Regions from separate parts of the Sus scrofa genome. Here region 2 is linked to region 1. A link is a contact called in public Hi-C data. All regions are on one chromosome and are shown on one strand. The core of a region is the stretch at or near the end of the contact, and the rest is flanking DNA. Distances in the headings are between cores, read along the strand shown.

Region 1 (5,533 bases), core at 99-2,598:
TGGTATAGTGACAGCTGGGGGAAGGAGATCATTAGTCGCTTTGACACTACTCTGGAGACAGATGGACTCTTCTACACAGACAGCAATGGCCGGGAGATCCTGGAGAGGAGGTGGGGTGAACTAGGGGCACCAATGGGTGGTCTTGTGGTGTGTTGGGGCCCAGGGCTGTTGGGGGCATCTGCTGATCCTCATGAGTGTGGGAGGTAGAGGATGAAGAGTTAGTGAGGAATGAGTGAGTAGGGGAAGGAGAGCCAGATCTTGGGCCTGATCAAACCCCACCTCACCCCAGGCGGGATTATCGACCCACGTGGAAGCTCAACCAGACTGAGCCAGTGGCGGGAAACTACTATCCAGTCAACAGCCGCATATACATCACGGTATCCATCCCCTGCCTGCTCCCCACTTCTTCCTCACATCCCTTTAGAGTGGGGTGGTCACCTCTCATTCTTTTTTTTTTCTCTTTTGGCTGCCCCCTGGCATATGGAGTTCCCCAGCCCAGCGATCAGATCTGAGTGGCAGCTGAGACCTAAGCCACAGCTGCCACAATGCCAGATCCTTAAGCCCCTGAGCTGGGCGCGGTATTGAACCTGTGTCCCAGTGCTCGCAAGGCCCCCCCTGATCCCACTGCACCACAGTGGTAACTCCCACCTTTCATCCTTAACACCTCAGCAATCTCCACCATCCCTGTGGGGCCTGCCTAGGGGCCAATGCTGTTTGGCAGTACGGCCCCTCACTCACTTCTCGATCCCCAGGATGGGAAGACGCAGCTGACTGTGCTGACTGACCGCTCCCAGGGGGGCAGTAGCCTGGGTGACGGCTCCATAGAGCTCATGGTGAGTGATCCAAGCCCCATCTAAGTCAGGGTCCTCCTACCAGTTCCTTCCCTGGCCCCTTGCAGGACCTTGAAGCCAGTTTCTGTTGCTAGGAGCACCATTCCCAGTGTGGTCCTCACTAAACTGAGACCTCCATTCCCATGTGAGACGTTTCCTCCGTGCTTTTCTCCAATCCCTATCCAAGCCTCCCCTTCAGGCCCTGACTTGCCCTATCCTTGCCCCGTTAAATCTTCCCCTCTCTCAGTCCTTGTTAGGTCAGATCCCCACTCCTACTGCGGACCCCCTATCAGATCTTCATCCTCATCTATTCATCTGTTGCCACCCAATCTTCAGTTTTTCGTGAGATTCCCACATGCTTTTACCCAATTTCTGGTGTAGAAATTGGCTGGAGGGACCTTCATTCTCTCTGCCACTCTCCCCGCAGGTCCACCGAAGGCTGCTGGTAGACGATGCACGTGGAGTAGGGGAGCCGCTGCTGGAGGAGGGGTCGGGGCTGTGGGTGCGAGGGCGCCACCTCGTGCTGCTGGACAAAGCCCGGACCGCAGCCTCCGGGCACCGGTTGCAGGCGGAGAAGGAGGTCCTAGCCCCGCAGGTGGTGCTGGCCCGGGGTGGCGGTGTCCCCTACTGCCTCAAGGTCGCCCCACGCACGCAGGTGAGGGATAGTGGGGCCTGCAGAAAGACGACCGGAAGGAAGCCTGCCGGGGAGGGCCGAAATTGAGGGCGGGTCTTGCTAGGCTTAACCGGGACCCATTTCGCCCTCCCGCAACCCGTCCCGGGGGAGGCCAACCCGTCCGGGGGAGGCCAACCCGTCTGGGGGATGGCCGTAAGCTGGTCCCTTAGCTCAGCCCAGTCACCTGGGCAGTCTCAGCCCCGCCCTCTTGCCTACTCAGCTTCTCTGGCCTCGGCCCGCCCGACCTCCTCCACCAGCCAAGTTTCTACACACTTGGTCCCCCGCACTAACTCAGTCTGGTCTGGGCGGGATCAGTTCAGTTCCCTTCATTGGCTCAGTCCTGGCTGAGCCCCGCTGCTCCTCCATAAACCCCGCCCCGACCGCAGCCAAGGCCCACCCCTCCGAGCCGGATCTCCGCCTCTAACCACCGCGTAGTCCTGCCCTCCCTGCTCAGCCCCGCCCCCTCTTCCCTGCAGTTCTCTGGGCTGCGCAGAGAACTGCCTCTCTCGGTACATCTACTCACATTGGCCCACTGGGGCCCAGAGACGCTGCTGCTGCGCTTTGAGCACCAGTTTGCCGTAGGGGAGGACGCGGGCCGCAACCTGAGCTCCCCGGTGACCTTCGACTTGACGGTGAGGAGGGCAGAGATGGGAAGGAGGCAGGAGAGAGGGGATGCTCTGCTTTATCCCAGCTCAGACTAGCCCATTCATTGCCCACAGAATCTGTTTTCCACTTTCACCATCACCTCCCTGCGGGAGACCACGCTGGCGGCCAACCAGCTCCAGGCCCACTCCTCCAGGCTCAAGTGGACAGCAAACACGGGTGGGGTCCTGCCCGGAACTGGGGAACTAGGAGGTGTGGGAATGGTTGGGTCTGAGTCAGTGTTCAGATTCAGGTTAGGGGTTTAAGGGTCTGAGGTGGGTGTGGCAAACTAGTGGTGGGTCTTTAACGGTTTGAGGATGGAGTTCAGTCACAGGTACAGGATTTGAGAGTCCCTGTAGGTGTGTAGTTCTGGGGGCAGGGGTTGGCTTAAAGGTCCTTGGGGTGGGACCTGTGGGTGTGAAGATGGTGGCCAGGCACTGGGGAGGGATCTGGGGATCTGGGCATGATATCTAGGCTCTGGGCAGCAGTTGAAGGGTCTTGGAGTGAGGCCCTGGGAACAGATTTAAGGTGGTATGTCTGTGTTCAGACCCAGAGGAGGGAGCACAGGGGTGGTGAGGGGTGGCATGGGGATGAAAGACTGTGCCTCTCACTCCTTCTCCCTTCTATCTCCCCAGGCCCCACACCCCATCCTCCTCCCTCCCGGCTGGTGTCTGCCACCATCACATTGCAGCCCATGGAAATCCGAACCTTCTTGGCCTCCGTCCAATGGGAAGAAGACTGCTAGACCCACTGGGGGCCAGATGCCCCCTTCTGAGCCTAAGTTCCTTCCTCCAGGGGTAGGGCAAACTCTCCCCCTTTTGCTGATGCCACCGCCACCACCACCACAAGCCATTAAAATGCCACTACCAAGACTCGGGTCAAGGTCTAACTGAGTGTGAGGGTTTTTTTTGGGGGGGAGGGAGGGCAATGGAATCTATTACTCAGAAAGGTCAGCAAACTCTAGCTGACCCTTGACCCGAGGCCTTGCATGGAGGCCACTTGTTAGCTCTAAGACACCAGAACCTCCACTGTTCACACCCCACCTCACTCACCACTCCGTCTTCCACTCCTGCCTCATTCCTCCGTCCACTGTGACACAGCTGTTTTGAGTAGCTACCAAAGGCAGGTTTGTGCTGCCTTGTCCTGGTCCCAGAAGGCCAGACATACCCTGAGGACTCCCAGATTCTGCCCTGGGACTCTTGGGCAAGGGATCTAGGAAGTAGAATTAGAGACAGATCCCAAAGTGGGGCCTTGGACAGGTGGCCTGGAGCTGCGGGCCTCCCAGGAGAGAGACAGAGAACCTAGTTCTGGTGTGTTCTGGAGTCTTACAGAGGAAGGAGACCCTGGGATGAAACTTGAGGTTTAGGGTTGAAAGGAAGTGACTTGCCCTCCAGGTGACACAGCTTGTGTGGATCCCTTTAAGGTGTATGGAGGCTGCAAGGACATGCCATGCCCACCTGCAGCCCATGTGGAGACCAGTGTTTGGATGATCCGACCTCTGTCAGATATGCCTCCAGAAAGTATTTCTACATCCTGCTTTGGGGGGGTTGTGGTGGGACAGGCATGAGCCTGGACAGTCATGGGCCGGCTTGGAATCCCTGGATGGATCACAGATGGAATCTAGGTACCAAATGTGCCTCTTGAAAAAGTTTTTGTTTTTAATTTTACGCCTGCTCCCACGGCACATGGAAGTTCCCGGGCCAGGGATTGAATCCGAGCCACAACTGCTACCTATACCACTACAGCAATGCCAGAACCTTTAACCCACTGCACAGAGCTGGGGATCAAACCTGCGCCTCCACAGCAATGCAAGCCACGGCAGTCAGATTCTTAGTCCACTGCACCATGGCAGAAACTCTTAAAAAGTTTCCTAAATCTCTTTCCTAGAGAGATAGACCAGAGAGACCCAAGTAGGGCACCTCAATCTAGTTGCTATCCATGGAGTCTGCCCTGAGTCATCCCTCAGTCTTGCATGGAGCCCGGTCATTGGTGCTCCCTGTAAACCTGTCGAAGTTGTCCTTGGTCATGGGGACAGACACAGGCAGTCCAGAGAGACTCAGGGTGGTGCTTGGGCCAGGCTGTGTTTCTGCACAAGACATGATACTGGCCCCATGGCCTCTGGTGGTGCCTTCTGAAAATATGTACCCATTTAAAGGAGAGGCATTGACTTGGGCTGGACAAATTGGCTCATTGTGCCCTGGACTCAGATGCTGTCACTCTTTGGTCTCGATCATTGCAAGTGCCTCCTGAAAACTATTGATGTGGCTTTTTGCAGTGATGAGGCCTGGCCTGGGCCAGATATGGAGGCCCAAGGTCACAGCAACTATGTTGTCTGGTGTGGGTCTCTGTTGACAGAACTGTCCCCTTAAAACCTTTCTAAGACCTGACTCAGTGCAAATAGGCTCTGGGCTAGCTAGCGAGTTCTGGGTGGGGACTTGGGCATGTCAGTGGTCTCGTGTGGGGCCCTGCCTTAGGAGATGCCCAGGAAAAATATTTCTTGTCCTCTATGGTGGTGTAGACAGGACTGGATGGACCAGTGTGTCCTGGGGAGTGTGACTGTGGCCTGGCTACCATCCTTTTGTGCCCTTGTCATTGTATCCTTCCATCCTGAGCAAGGTCATGGGCAGGCTGGCAGGCTGGGTGAGGGTGCCAACCTTTAAGATTGCCTTCTGGGAGTTCCTGTTGTGGTGCAGCAGAAATGAATCCGACTAGGAACCATGAGGTTGTGGGTTTGATCCCTGGCTTCGCTCAGTGGGTTAAGGATCTGGCATTACTGTGAGCTGTGGTGTAGTTTGCAGACACAGCTCAGATCTGGCGTTGCTGTGGCTGTGATGTAGGACGGCAGCTGTAGCTCTAATTTGACCCTAGCCTGAGAATCTATATGCTGTGAGTGTGTGGCCCTAAAAAGCAAAAAAAAAAAAAAAAAAAAAAAAGATTGCCTTCTGAAAAGATTCCCAAGTCCTCCTCTAAGGCTGAGGCCAACCCAGGCTGTGTGGGAAGGGCCATGGCCTGGACTGACGATGTGCCTGGGTCAGCCAGGGAGGGTGACCCACTTAGGACCTGGTCACTGGAAGCACTCCTCCCAAAACATTTCTAAGTCCCATTGATATGGCTAGGCCAGCTGAGGAGAGTGGCCAGAGGGCTGCTGTTGTCCTGCTTAAGAGGCTTATTTTCAGAGGTGCCCTCTTTGTTGATGGGAACTAGTCAGGGCCAGGAAATCAGCCAAGGGCTGGCACCCAGACATGACTGTGGTCTTGTGTTGGTATCTGTGCCTCTTGAAAAAGTTCCCAAGTCCCCCTTTGAATGAGTGGGGGGCTCATTCAAAAGTCAGCAGTGGCCTGAGCTTAAGGTGTTGCTGGTCCTACCTGCAGACACCTGTGTTGCCCAT
Region 2 (5,626 bases), core at 2,151-4,650, 240 kb after region 1:
AGGCCCTATGTATCCCCAGGTTGTGCATGTATGGATTCAGTCAACCTCTGATCAAAATTTCAATCTGTGTAAGTCAACTATACTTTAATTCAAAATTTTTAAAAAAATTTTCATGAGTTCCCATTGTGATGCAGTGGAAACGAATCCAACTAGTATCCATGAGGTTGTGGGTTCAATCCCTGGCCTCGCTCTGTGGGTCAGAGATCTAGCATTGCCATGAGCTGTGGTGTAAGGTCGCAGACACGGCTTGGATTCCGCAATGCCGTGGCTATGGTGTAGGCCAGCAGCTGCAGCTCTGATTCAACCCCTAGCCTGGGAAATTCCATATGCCACAAGTGTGTCCCTTAAATAAAAAAAGAAAAGAAAAAAATTTTTTTCAATCTGAGGAATTCCCATTGTGGCTCAGCATGTTAAGGACTCAACATTGTCTCTATGAGATGTGGGTTTGATCTCAGGCCTTGTTCAGTGGGTTAAGGATCTGGCATTACCACAAGCTGCAGCATAGGTCACACATGGAGCTCGGATCTGGTGTTGCCATCGCTATGGCACAGGCCTGCATCTGCAGCTCCAATTCAGCCCCTAATTTGGGAACTTCCTTCCATATGCTACAGATGAGACAGACAGACACAGAGACAGAAAGAAAGGGAAAAAAAAAATTTCAGTCTGAGGTTGCTTGAACTCCTGGATGCTAAACACAGGTATAGAGAGGACTGGCTGAATACATGTTGAAAAAAAATCTTCATGTAAGTGGACCCTTCCAGTTCAAATTCATGTTGTTCAAGGTTCAACTGTGCTATTTTGTAAAAGTATAATACAATATGCTATAATTACAAATATGATAACTATATATAATATATTCTACTTATATATGATATATACTAGTTATGTATAATTCTATACTATATACTACATATACTATGTACAGGTTATACACTACATACACTTTATATACACCATATTCTACATATTTTATATATACATATGCAGGCAAACACATACTATATGCAATATTAATAAATTTGAAACAAATTTGATACTATATAATAATACAGTACATGAAAACCTATTTTTATAAACAGCAAAAGCATCAATAAAACACCAGCAAACTTAACTCAGCAATACATAAAATGACCTATACACCATGACCAAGTGGGATTTAACTCAGGAAAACACGTTGGTTTTACATCTGAAAATGATTCAACATAATGAACATCAAAATCTAAAGGATCATCTCAGTATACATAAAAAAAAGCTATTGACAAGGAGTTCCCATCATGGCTCAGTGGAAACAAATCTGACTAGCATCCATGAGGATGCAGATTCAATCCCTGCCCTTGCTCAGAGGGTTAAAGATCCTGCATTGCCGAGGGCAGTAGCATAGGTTGCAGAGGCGGCTCAGATCTGACATTGCTGTGGCTGAGGCATAGGCCAGCGGCCACAGCTCCAATTCAACCCCTAGCCTGAGAACTTCCATATGCCATGGGTGCAGCCCAAAAAGAGAAGAAAAAAAAAGCTATCAACAAATTTCAACACCACTTGACAAGGAAAACTCTCAATAAACTGTGACAAGAAGGGAAGTTACTCAACTTGAAATAATGCATCAATAAAAACCCAGAGCTAACAATATGCTTGATGGTGAGTCTGAAGGCTTTCTCTCTAAGATCAGAAACAAGACACAGATGTCTGCTCTAATCAGTTCTATTTATCACTGTAAAGAAGGTGCTACCAGGAAAACTGGGTAAGAACATTTCAAGGGTATATACATTTAACTCCTCAGGCAGACACAAAAGCACACAGATGTTTTCACAGCACATATACGACACATGCAGACACAGACACAAAACTCTGAGAATTAATGGCTCAAACACAAGGATATTCCCAAAGATCCCAAGGCTTCTGTACTCCCCTCAGTTTAGGACTAATCACCATCAGACATGTGGTATAATTTTACTTAGATTTCTCCTTTCTTCTCTCCTAGAATGTCAGCTTTTAAGCACGCAGGGATATTTCCTTGGCTTTGTTCACCACAACACCTACCAGAAGGCCTGTCACCAAAGGAGATAGATACTAATTGAATGGCAGGGCTCACAAGGAGTCAAACAGACATACACACTCACATGGAGGTTTTACAGAAACTTCATCATAGGCCCAGAGCTTCACACAGTGAATGGTTCTTACTCCCATCCCCTATGGTAGAGGGGTGTCTTCTGGTTCCCCATCTATTCCCCAAAAAGGGTGTTTGGGCTCCTCCTAATGGGGAAGAGGCTTCACACTTCCTGACACCCTACAGTATAAAAAGCACATCTCTACAATAATTACATAAAATGGGAGACTATGGATGGCAGTGTCATTGCTGGAAAAGGCACACACACACCCTGGTTTTACACAAACTTCATCACAGGCCCACTCCACCTGATCTTAACAGAGTGAACTGTTTTCAGCTCCATCCCCTGTGACACATGGGAGTCACGGAGGCCCCCAAACCGACTCTCCTAATGGCAAAAGGACTTCAGACTTTCTGGGCTGACAGAGTACACTAGGATCTTCTCTTAAGAAAAACTTCTCAGGGAGTTCCCTTCGTGGCTCAGTGATTAACCAACGTGACTAGTATCCATGAGTATCCATCCAATCCCTGGCCTCGCTCAGCGGGTTAAGGATGTGGCGTTGCCAGAGAGCTGCACTGTAGGTTGCAGACGCGGCTAGGATCGCGCTGTTGCTGTGGCATAGGCTGGTAGCTGCAGCTCCTATTCGACTCCTAGCCTGGGAACTTCCACACGCTACAGGTGAAGCCCTGAAAAGACAGACAGACAGACAGACAGAAAGAAAGAAAGAAGGAAAGAAAGAAGGAAGGAAAGAAAGAAAGAAAGGAAGAAGAAGGAAGGAAGGAAGGAAGGAAGGAAGGAAAGAAAAGAAAAGAAAAGAAAAGAAAAAACTTCCCAGGAGCCTGAAGAGGTGTCTCGGGGTCCGCAATGACTGGAGTTGCGTTCCAGCCACTCACGTTGTTCCAATTGCTTCCAGAAACTCACCCCTCACGATATGACCCCTTCCTCACTTTGCTTTCCTACTGGAGGTTCAGTGAGGGCAACAAAGGTTTCTGCATTCTCCCTTGGCCTCCATACCCTCTGGGCTGTCTCCTCCGGACAGTATCCATCACCCCCCAGGTCTCACCGGCACACAGAGGTCCGCCCCCTCCCCCCCCGCCTCTCCCGGGCCTGGATCGCTGTCCCTACTTGATCGGGGAGCAGCGGCCTCGACACCTCAGATCCCTGGTCTCCTAGACACAAAGAGATCACTTTAGGGGCTCTGGAAAGCACTGAAAGCTGTGGCAGGAACAGGTGGGTACGTGGCTCTGCCCCTTTCCGCCTCTTCCCCTGCGAAACTGGGAGCTGGTCCTCCAACTGAGCCCCCGCCCCCTCCTGCGCCTGCGCACTTCAGGGAAGGCGAAAATCCCGTTAGGCGCCTTTCATCTGGAGACCGTACCACGTTGAATACTAGAGTTTTGTGAAGCAAAGGGGGCGCCAGCCTGAAGAGGGTCTGGCTGAGTTCGCCATTTCCCACAGACAACGGTGCTGGAGATCCGCAGAGATTTTCCTGTACCAGAAAAAGAGCAGTCACCGGGCTCAGTGCAACAGCTTTGTGGAGGCCGATCCTGGGGGGGAGGGAGCAGGACGTGTTCAGCGCATGCGCTGCCAAAAACTCTGGACTGCGCCAGGAAACTAAGGGAGGGTGATGTGGTGATAGTGGTGTCTGTTTGAGTGACAGTTACTGGAGCTAGGACAAGGCAGGGCATCTCTTTTCAACATTATTGGTAGTTTTGAAGCTATTGTAAAACTGTACTTGTTGGTAGAGGTGATGTTTGTCTGACAGCGAGGAATTGTGTGTCCGAGGGACCTGAGCCTCACAGCGTTTCTGTGTTCCGCCACTGCTTCATCTCACAGTCACTTGGGATTCCAACAGAAAATGTCTAGAGTGGGATAGTGTTGCACAAATATTTCCCAGTAAGCAGGTACAGAGTATGCTAGAGATGGGAAATGTAGAAGCTAGAAATGGTCTCAAGACCTGCTCTGGGAATTCGTAACATTGATGCTCAAGGATTAGATTAGGACGCACTCAAGTCATATCCTACTTGGGGAGATCTGAACACGCACCTTTGTGTCAGGGCACAGCATTGCCACATCTGACCCAAGAAACCTGGAGTCCACTCAAAGATAGACCCGGAGAACTCTATCACTTTCTTACCAGTTATGTGAATGACAGCGAGAGGGGGTGTAACTTTGGAGGGTGTGTCCTAAGTCAGACTTGGTACCAAGAAAAGTCCTGTTGTGATCCATGACCTTCTTTCTTTCTACTCCTTCCCTTTTCTTCCTATGAAGGACTCCAGGAGGTAGAAAGAAGTGTTACACATGTAAAATTCAAGTTTCAGGAGTGTTTAACACTCTCCTAGCATGTGAAAGCATTTACGTTGTTTTCTATTAGTTTTTAGAATGTGCACATACGATTTTGAGTGTAGCTGTGAGTTTTACAGATGTATAGTTATACTACTACCAAGTTAGAAGATACTTCATCACCCCAAAGGAACACTCTGGTGGTGCCTGGTTGTAGAGAACCCTCCCTACCCTTAACCACTGATCTGTTTTTAGTTCTTATAATTTTGCCCATTTCACAGTGTCATGTGTGGAATATCATGTTGTCTTACGAATTGTTGGAAAGTTTGATTCCACATTTGTAAAAGTACATAATTATGCATACCTGGTAGTGTTCTGAGTTTGCAATTTTTGACATCGCCCAGAAAAGCGGCACTGATTATGCCTTTGACATAGAGATTCCACTGTTTTGAGTTATGTGAACTGACATAAGACCCCATGCTTAACTTTCTTCATTTGCATTATGGGAGCAAAAATGGAGACAAGAGATCAAATGAGATACTAATAATTATAAAATCACATGTCAAACTGCTAAGAAAGCATAAATTACTGCTGGAACAAAACGGAGCAAGTTTGGACTTCCATTGCTGTTTAATTAAACAAAAACTGTCACCTTTTACCTTATCTTCCATAAAATCTGAAAGTGTGAACATGGAAACGATCTCTGAAAACAGAAAAAGTGAGCTTTGAAATTTTTGTGCATAAAGCTCCCAGTTACTCCTCTTATAACAAGGCACAGAAAATTTCCTACTTTGCCACTACATGCAGATATTACTCAAAATGATACCCTCTGTTTAGAGTCACCTAAATTATTCCTTGAACGTCCATAGATATTTTTGGTCTCCCTTCTTCTCTTCCTTTTTGGCCATCCCACAAAGCATATGAAGATCCAAGCCTCAACTGCCACCTACACCAAAGCTGCAGCAACTCCAGAGACTTTAACCTATGGTGCCTGGATCGAACCTGCATCCTGGGGCTGCAGAGACACCATCGATCCTGTTATGACACAGTGGGAACTCCTATTTTTGGTATTTCAACAGGGAAATCATATTAAACTTGTACAGATTATCACTCTATTCATAGAGAACCCTAATGAGCTACAGCTGTGCAGATGGCCAGAACCCTTCCTCAAACTTGGAGGAACATGAAGATTTCACAGGCACAAATTGGGTCCTTCAGTCTGAATAGCAACAAAATGATAA

What was found. A called contact is a pair of places that touch in the nucleus more often than the background predicts.
Region 2: a Hi-C map of skeletal muscle shows a contact between it and region 1, with 6 times the contacts expected there. The contact joins two enhancer-like sites. A contact is called at or near these places in 2 of 47 Hi-C or Micro-C datasets (liver and skeletal muscle) and 1 of 2 datasets of contacts at active chromatin or transcription factors (alveolar macrophages).

Annotation. Positions count from the first base shown.
Region 1 is chr2:66,344,018-66,349,550 of Sscrofa11.1, forward strand. It overlaps MAN2B1 (lysosomal alpha-mannosidase), which reads left to right. Exons shown (of 24, transcript XM_003123314.4): 18 at 9-110; 19 at 290-377; 20 at 753-833; 21 at 1,258-1,485; 22 at 1,980-2,135; 23 at 2,223-2,325; 24 at 2,781-3,031. The coding sequence ends at 2,890. Among named protein-coding and RNA genes, the nearest start is that of MAN2B1, 18 kb to the left of the region's middle. Within about 2 kb of position 1,349, at least 50 of the 83 cell types and tissues checked have an H3K27ac peak or open chromatin away from gene starts, as enhancers often do. A contact at or near this core is called in liver and skeletal muscle, where this site is marked.
Region 2 is chr2:66,581,636-66,587,261 of Sscrofa11.1, forward strand. No RefSeq gene overlaps it. Among named protein-coding and RNA genes, the nearest start is that of MAN2B1, 260 kb to the left of the region's middle. Within about 2 kb of position 3,401, at least 54 of the 83 cell types and tissues checked have an H3K27ac peak or open chromatin away from gene starts, as enhancers often do. A contact at or near this core is called in liver and skeletal muscle, where this site is marked.